3 separate regions of the Mus musculus genome follow, and regions 2 and 3 are each linked to region 1. Evidence: chromatin contacts called from public HiChIP or PLAC-seq data. All regions are on one chromosome and are shown on one strand. Each heading gives the region's core, a stretch centred on a gene start, on an enhancer-like site or on the middle of the called end of the contact. The rest is flanking DNA. Distances are from core to core; before and after follow the strand shown. Region 1 holds the start of Pcdh8 (protocadherin 8). Region 2 has its middle 8.1 kb from the start of Gm6999. Region 3 has its middle 26 kb from the start of Gm10845.

The links. HiChIP or PLAC-seq counts read pairs in DNA pulled down with a chosen protein or histone mark.
Region 2: a contact with region 1 is called in an H3K4me3 HiChIP or PLAC-seq map of neural tube, with 2.3 times the contacts expected there. The contact joins the enhancer-like site here to the promoter of Pcdh8 in region 1. A contact is called at or near these places in 5 of 39 promoter capture datasets (HPC-7-derived erythroid cells, Sertoli cells, cranial neural crest and 2 more), 1 of 15 datasets of contacts at CTCF or cohesin (embryonic stem cells), 2 of 484 Hi-C or Micro-C datasets (embryonic stem cells and nephron progenitors), 8 of 115 datasets of contacts at active chromatin or transcription factors (embryonic forebrain, embryonic hindbrain, embryonic midbrain and 4 more) and 3 of 9 other capture datasets (adipose tissue, embryonic stem cells and pancreatic islet).
Region 3: an H3K4me3 HiChIP or PLAC-seq map of embryonic midbrain shows a contact between it and region 1, with 2.8 times the contacts expected there. The contact joins the enhancer-like site here to the promoter of Pcdh8 in region 1. A contact is called at or near these places in 2 of 39 promoter capture datasets (cranial neural crest and hippocampal neurons), 1 of 484 Hi-C or Micro-C datasets (nephron progenitors) and 7 of 115 datasets of contacts at active chromatin or transcription factors (embryonic forebrain, embryonic hindbrain, embryonic midbrain and 4 more).

What each region holds. Positions count from the first base shown.
Region 1 is chr14:79,769,972-79,772,684 of GRCm38.p6, reverse strand. Pcdh8 (protocadherin 8) reads left to right here and starts at 1,373. Exons shown (of 3, transcript NM_021543.4): 1 at 1,373-2,713. The coding sequence starts at 1,564. Gm9748 (predicted gene 9748) reads right to left here. Exons shown (of 2, transcript NR_154550.1): 1 at 2,484-2,713; 2 at 1-288.
Region 2 is chr14:79,881,518-79,884,230 of GRCm38.p6, reverse strand. No RefSeq gene overlaps it. Among named protein-coding and RNA genes, the nearest start is that of Gm6999, 8.1 kb to the left of the region's middle. Within about 2 kb of position 1,395, at least 11 of the 459 cell types and tissues checked have an H3K27ac peak or open chromatin away from gene starts, as enhancers often do. A contact at or near this core is called in neural tube, where this site is marked.
Region 3 is chr14:79,841,861-79,844,573 of GRCm38.p6, reverse strand. No RefSeq gene overlaps it. Among named protein-coding and RNA genes, the nearest start is that of Gm10845, 26 kb to the left of the region's middle. Within about 2 kb of position 1,358, at least 17 of the 459 cell types and tissues checked have an H3K27ac peak or open chromatin away from gene starts, as enhancers often do. A contact at or near this core is called in hippocampal neurons, where this site is marked.

The sequences.
Region 1 (2,713 bases), core at 124-2,623:
CCTTCTTCCTGTGTATTTACATCGCCTGTTCAATAGAGTCCTTCGGTAAGAATCAATAAGAATCAGTCTTGTTCCAGGTTGGCACAACCTGTCCTTCAGCTCCGGGAGTGGAGATACCTGGATACCTACGGAGGCATCTCGAGGACCCCAGCCAGGGAAAGTGGTAATGCTGAAGTTCTACGGTTTCATAGGCAGATGGCTAAGTTACCCCAGGTTCCTGCCAGGTTTCAACGTCACGCTGTGATTTTGTTCTTCTGGAACAGGGCGAGTGTTGCTTCCAGAGAGGCCCTATTAGAACAGAAAGCAAATCCTCTAAATAGGCGGAACAAGGCATCAGGAGGAAAACGATCTCTAAATGCACTTTAGTAGGAACCCGGTATTGTGTGGGATTCAGCGCCCATCACCGTTTAGCCTGAGAGTTATGGCACGGATTGAGGGTGAATAGAGAGGCATAATGGAGACATGTGGCGTTTGCTCATTATATTCAAGTTAGCCCAACTCTACTGTGGAAACTGTTCAACTTTCTCTCCCCCTCTAGCTTGTCATAGTGAAATAATACAGACATCGGGGCCTCCAATGGGATCGCCTGCCACGCCATTCTATTTCCACTACTAACGAGGGCTTCATAAGCCTTTGATACAGTCTGATCTTTGAAACCTTTCCAAATCTCCTCAAGCTTATGCTAAATCCTATTTGGAACTTTATTTTTCCTTGCCTGCTAGCACCTAGGGCTTAAGGAAGCCATTTGAACAGTGACATGCATACTAACGTGTATCGCAGGGCTCTTTTCTGAAAGGCAAGTGGCACCGGTGCTCACACGAGCAAAACACAATTGCGTACACAAATGTGAATAAAATCAGTTTTGCTCTACCCTTCACTCTTCTTCATCGACAGGTTATTCCCCACACCGGTGGGAAGCTGAGGGAGGAGGCGAACAGAGAGCCTCGCTCCCCAGAGCAAGTTTTGAAGCCTTTAAAATGCAAAATAAAGGGGCGGATGGGGGGTAGGATGTGAGACCCGGAGCTTCTGAAGAGAAACCCAGCTTGTTCGGGCTTAGTACCCGCAGCGGCGGGCAGAAGAGACCGGGTGCCTGGCACCCAATTTCCAAAAATCATCAGCTTCGTTTACTTCAGAGCCCAGTGCTAACTCATTGCAAGCAAGGTGCTAACAGAAAATGGGAGCAGGAGTTTTTAAAACAAAGGAAAGATTCCCTCATTTTCCTTCCCTGTTTTCTCCTCTAAGCCTTTCCACATTAAAGGGATTGTCGGTGGTTGGCGGAGGAGCGGCGCTGTGGCTAAGCGACCATTGGCTGGCCCCTTCCAGTGATTTGCATATCGGCAGCTATAAAGACGGAGGCGGCGCTCGCCAGCGCAGCTCCAGCCCAGGGAAAGGAGGCGGAGGCGCCGAGTGAGGGTGGGTCTGCGCGTCCTCCGAGCCAGCCCGAGCCGGAGCTGCAGCTTTTCCCGCACGGGGCTCGCAGAGCCTGGGACTCACGCTCCGATCTGCACGCCGGGGAAGACTCTTTAGGTTAGCCTTTCGGAATAGCAGTTGGGGATTGGCGATATGAGTCCTGCGAAGCGCTGGGGCAGCCCTTGCCTTTTCCCCTTGCAGCTATTTAGTCTCTGCTGGGTGCTCTCAGTGGCCCAGAGCAAGACAGTCCGATACAGCACGTTCGAAGAGGATGCCCCTGGCACAGTCATCGGAACCCTTGCAGAAGACCTGCACATGAAAGTGTCTGGAGACACAAGCTTCCGCCTGATGAAGCAATTCAACAGCTCTCTGCTCCGGGTACGCGAGGGCGACGGGCAGCTGACCGTCGGGGATGCGGGCCTGGACCGTGAGCGTCTGTGTGGCCCGTCCCCACAGTGCGTGCTGGCCTTCGATGTTGTCAGCTTCTCGCAGGAACAGTTCCGCCTGGTGCACGTGGAGGTGGAGGTGAGGGATGTAAACGACCACGCGCCCCGCTTTCCCCGAGCCCAGATCCCGGTGGAGGTCTCAGAGAGCGCTCCGGTAGGCACACGCATCCCCCTGGAGGTGCCCGTGGACGAGGACGTGGGTGCCAACGGGCTGCAGAGTGTACGCCTAGCCGAGCCTCACAGCCCCTTCCGCGTGGAGCTGCAGACGCGCGCGGACGGTGCCCAGTGTGCGGACCTGGTGCTGCTACAGGAGTTGGACCGCGAGAGCCAGGCCTCCTACAGCCTGGAGCTGGTGGCTCAGGATGGCGGGCGACCGCCGCGTTCCGCCACAGCAGCCCTCAGCGTGCGTGTGCTAGATGCCAATGACCACAGCCCGGCCTTCCCACAGGGTGCCGTGGCAGAGGTGGAATTGGCCGAGGACGCACCTGTGGGATCGCTGCTGCTCGACCTGGACGCTGCCGATCCCGACGAAGGTCCCAACGGCGACGTTGTGTTCACCTTCGGCGCCCGCACCCCTCCCGAAGCCCGCCACCTCTTCCGGCTCGACCCGCGCTCTGGCCGCCTCACCTTGGCTGGGCAGGTGGACTACGAGCGCCAGGACACCTACGAGCTGGACGTGCGGGCTCAAGACCGAGGTCCAGGGCCCCGGACAGCCACCTGCAAGGTTATCGTGCGCATCCGAGACGTCAACGACAACGCTCCTGAAATTTCTATCACTCCTCTGGCCGCCCCGGGGGCTCCAGCCACCTCGCCCTTCGCCGCCGCCGCCGCTGCCGCCGCACTCGGAGGAGCGGACG
Region 2 (2,713 bases), core at 146-2,645, 110 kb before region 1:
TCTTCAAATAACGTGTTGACATCTAAACCTTGTGTTAACCTCTGATTCTCAAGAAGATCTCCCTGAGACCCCGTAATCTGTTAATATGTTGGCATACTTATCACAGTTTCCATTGTACTCTGGGATTAACCCAACCAGGTGAAATGGTCTGAAAGTGTTAAAGGAAGATACATTTATTCTCTAGAAGAATTAGAGAGCAGCTCGAAAGTACATGCCGACATGGATAAAATTCCCAGCATTGTGATGGACCTAGAGAAAAAACAGTGAGTTTAGTAGACATGGTCTCTCCCTTGAGGACAATGCAGCCTTAAGGGGGAGATTGATTAAACATGCATTTGCTGGAATGGCTGGGATGGGTGTGAAAATAAAGAGCGGGATACACAAAGGACCAGGGAGGAGATCTAACTTGGCACAAAGACCGAAACCTCTCAGAGCAAATGCTGCTTACATTTGCTTAGATGTAAGGGGAGTAGAAATTGGCCAAGAGAGAGGCTCATGGGAAATAGCTAGTCTGAAGACGTGGATTTAGGAGTCTTGTCCATATGTGAGTAATGGGAGCCAGGGGAATGGTTAAGACGGTGCAGAGAAAAGTGTATCTGGTAATGACTAGGCTCTGAATCATCTCTCCCTCCTCTAAACTCCCGGGGAACTCCGAACTGCCAAATTATCCTCAAGCCCATGTTTATCTGGCACCTCAGCTGTGGCTTCAAGTGAGTCTTTTGTCCGTAGCTAAGTTGATGCTTTTTTAGGACAAGGGGATCAAGCACTGGGAACAAGGTGAGGCAGAAATGTTCACTTGTCTGCCTGCCCAACTGACTGCTTAGTATCCCAGAATGGGAGAAGCCCTTGAAAACTTAAGCTATTTAAACTTCCTCATAGGAAAATGAGGAAACTTCTTTCATAGGAAAATGGAAAGTCAAAGGATGAATATCCTTATCCCAAAATGTTGTACATATTTATACTGTATTATAATTGTCCAGTAACATCTCTAGCTCCCTTGTTGACGTCTGAAGGCTATGGGAAGGAAGGGCTTGCATCTACCACAGATGTTCTCCTCTCTCCAGGTACTCCATATAAATCTTTTGCATGCATGACTTGGTAAAAATCTAGTACTAGCAGCACTCACGCACGGAAGCGTGTTCTGCGATCAAAGCCCAGTGTTGCGGCCATCAGCACAAAGTCTCTCTTGCTCCTCACGTACAGAACTCACCCAGCTTCTAGAGGCTGATAATGCTCTGGTTTGAGGCCCAGGCACAGAGTCCACCCCTGGCTGCTTCCCTGAGTACCCGACGTGTGTGGAGAAAGAGCTTTAGTTTAAACACAGCATCCAGCTCGGCCCCGAACCTCTGCTAGCACTATTGATTTGTGTGGGGTTTTGAAATGGAATGAGTGGCTGATTTTCTCCAAATGGCACATTTCATTCATGATGCATGATTGTAATCGTGGCTGCCTGAAGCCTGCAGTTCCCAGCTCGGCAAAAAAGAAAAAGAAAGAAAGAAAATGGCTATTTTCTGGAGTGGATACACCGAAAGGGCAAGAAATCCATATTCATTTTCTTGCCTCTCGGCTGGACTCTATATTTCTCAGGCAGGTGGAACAAAAATCTTTAAATATCATGCTGGTCCAGGAAATGCTGGGCATTATTTAAAGAGCTCTGTATCCTGCCTTGTGCAGCTCTCCAGTCTCCACCGGCTGGCCCCCACATCACTGGGCTGGACAGCCTACTGCCACAGCTACTGTGCGCTGGGCTCCAGACCCTGGGTTCAGATTAACTGGCGTGTGACCTTTACAAAGTACTGTAGTTTATAGGAATGTTGAATTTTTCAACAGCTCGGGAGACCTAGTACAAGTGGGAAGGAAAGAGTGGGAAATGACTTCAGGCCATTTAAGCCTCTAAGGGGAAAATGAACTCAGCTTTGAGTTTAATTATGTCCATCGTCCTCAGAACTGCATGAAGAAGACAATGGGCCGGTACCGTTAATAACTACTCTTTACCCTTGGCCACTATAAATAACTTGAAGAGGGAAGGTCTGCAGAACATTTAGAGTCTTCCATTTTCCTGGGCAGATGGTTGGAAATCCTTCCCCCTACCCGTGGGCCTCACCGCCTTGACCTCCCGCAGATGTTAGGTTTTGGATGAAGTGTGGTCTGGGACTGCTGGGAAAGAAAAGAGTTCTAATGTGCCATAGCACAGCAAGCAATGGGGTGGCCTGCTAACTGCTTTTTTATGATTGTCACTTACCGGTCCTGATTTAGCCACACTTAAAAGAGTGGTGTCAACTATTGTAGACGGCCTCAAAGGGAGGCCCAGGCCAGTGAGGGTGAAGTGTTATTGGAAGTGGGGCGATTGGGTGATGAATGGGTGATTATGAGGAGGGGCAAACGGCCATCGTTAGGAATGCCGTAACAAACTAGACATTGATATATTGTCCTCTCTGAGATCCTCCGGCGGGCCATTATGCCTCCCCTAATGAGATTGTCATGCACTTCTTTTTATGTAGCTATTAAAATCTTGTCTACATCTGCTGAGGTTTTCCTGGGGAGGAGAGTGAGGGGTCAGCCAGGAGAAAGATGCTCAATATTTTTCTGTCTGCAGCAATCCCTCCCGATGTGCCAGATAGGGCTCTGGATCAACCTGACAGCCGCAGAGAAATCTTCCAGGGGAGCAAAAGGTGGAGAGCGGCCTTGGCTTGAAGGAATGTGGGAGAAGAGA
Region 3 (2,713 bases), core at 109-2,608, 72 kb before region 1:
GCTGCCTCTGTGGCCCTGGCTCATCCTCTGCCTTCTGCCAGCAGCTATGCCTCCCTGCTTGCCCCGGTCATCCAGATGGCACTGAGTCTAATTGCCATTGTTAACGCTGATTGTGCAGTCCACGGGAGGTAAGGAGATCTGGCATCATAGAAAATCTCCTCCCTCTGGGAGGAGCCATCTCCAGTTGTGTTCAGTGCAGCTGAATGTCTCACTGGGACATTGGCTTCTGTCATCTGTGTTTGAGGGGAAATACCACAGATCCTTGCTGTGGGAACCATGTGGAAGGCACCAAGGGTGTCCTTGCCACTCACTGGCCTGAGAGTGAGGAAATCACATTACCTTCAAAAGACCTGATAAACACAACTATTGGTGAATTCGGGGCTCATCGGAACCTCTTAGAGCCTGCACTCTGGGACACTGTAGGACATTATCCAGTCAAACTAAAGACATTTGTTTCCGTGCTGAGAACTTCGCTCTACAGAAGCATGAACGCATGTGTGCTGGAATATGGACTAAATGACCTGAATAGTGCAATTCATGATTACCAAAAAATTTGAAACAACCCAAATGTCCATTACCTGTAGAAGGGATAAATAAGCTGTTCTAAGGGCAATGTTGCTATCATTATTATACAGGAACAAAAAAATGGAATAAACAAGAGGAAAAATACAATCATATGTTCATAATGTTCCCAACCACCAGAATGGTAGAAACGTTCACAAACGCCACTGCGTAAGAACATGTTTACATGTGATAAATATTCAAAAATAATCATTACTCAAACCCCATCCAGAGTCCCTAAATGTATGTATCTAACTCCCCTTGGCCCCACCACCGTCCAGCCCCTCCTGTGCCCTTCTCTCAAAAATCATGGCTTCTTTTTCTTTCACTGTTATTGGTACATATCTAAATGGATAAATAAATAATACAGCCTGCTGAGCCCATTTAGTAGCGTTTATATGCATATGTTTTTCATACTGACCACTTGGTATTGATAACCACTCAGGTGGCTTGTCCCTGTGGAAGAAGAGCATCTCACCAGAGTTATTTTAGAAAGGTCTTATAAATGAGCTCTCTCTCTCTCTCAGGCCTAATGGCAGCTGCCCCCTACTGGAACCCGAGAAAAGTGCATGTTCCAGAGCAGTTTGGGGCCTGGGTGGGGCAGAGAAGAGCGAACTAAAGTGTGGAAATCCCTTTCGGAATTTTTCTTCAAGTTTTTATTCATGAGTTGTTAACCATTTTGTTTAGCAAATCGGTTTATCCCATTGACCTCGGTGGAAGTGGCAGATGGTGTTAAAAGCGGCTCCCCGTCTGTTTGCTCGCCCTCTGCTAGCTGTCATGCCCTGTTCCCAGGGCTTAGAGAGATGCTCGGCAACAAGAGAAGGCTGTGCCGTCAGGGTGGGGCTGCGGGGACCGGTCCGAACACAGGATTCACAGCAAACAGGAGTCTGAGCTTTGCCTTTGCTGTGTGTATCTTGCGAATGCACACAAAGCCTGAAGTCTGGGAAAGCACACTGGGGAAGGGCAGAGAGAAAAGGCCCTAGAGACTTAATTTGTATGAAAATCCAACAGGGATTGTGAAGGAGGAGTAAGAGCCAGGGATGGCACTCTCCACTCTTCCATGCAGTCAATAGTCCCATCTGGTCCCTCTAACTGGGGGACCTCAGCCTTTGCAACACGGGGATCTTTCCAGGTCCTGGCTGTCTGCTGAAAGGGAAGAGCCAAGGAGCAGATGCAAGGGCTTAAGTCCTGGGACAGGAGGGCCGTGGGGAAAGGGGCAATGAGCTAGAGTTCCACTTTTAATCTTGTCAGATAGAATGAGAGAATACACATGAGTTAGGTTGCACTGGGAGCCTCCCTGGGCCTCTCTACCTGATAACCAACAGACTCAGTAACAAAAGGGAAACATTTGGGGAGTTGTTGGATCTATACTTGCAAGTGTCATTTTGAACCTCTTACCTTTTTAAAATCTTGAAATGTTTAGATTTTCAACATCTGACAAAAAGCCTCACGACAGTTCCGGAAAGACTGTACTTTAGAGCCTGTTTTCATTTGCTTCTTTGAGAAACGTATTCTCGAGATAATGACCTTCCGGAGCCCGCGGTCCTGTATGCTATTATGACTCAAAAGTGGCTAGAAAAAGGCATCACCTCTAGCTCTGCAGTTATCCAACAGAAACAGTTGTCTGAGAGTTCTCCATCTGTAGCCAGCCAAACAGAAAATATTTGAAATACAACTGCGTATGTGCCGAACATACGTAAGTCTTTTTCTAGCCATTAATCTTAAGTACCACAGAAACACAAATATTTACATGTTGTTTGTGTGGTGTTGGATATTATGGATAGCCTGTGATTAAAAGCTTGGGGCTAAGGCTAGAGGGGTTGGTTGCTCAGTGGTTAAGAGCACTTAACAGGTTACAAAGGACCTGAGTTCAGTTGCCAGCATCTGTGTCAGACAGCTCACATCCATCTGTAACCCCAGGTCCACAGAATCCGATGTCTTCTTCTGGCCTTCCTAGGCACCTATGTGCACTTCCATACCTATGTACAGGCAAACATAGGCACAATATAATAAATAAAGGTAGGTAAGAATGTGAGGGAGGATATGCAGAGCTTATATGCAAACACCACACCATTTTTATCTAAGAGACTTGGCCATCTCTCCATTAGGGATGGCTGCAGAGCCAATCTTCTTGAAGATTCCATGAGACAGC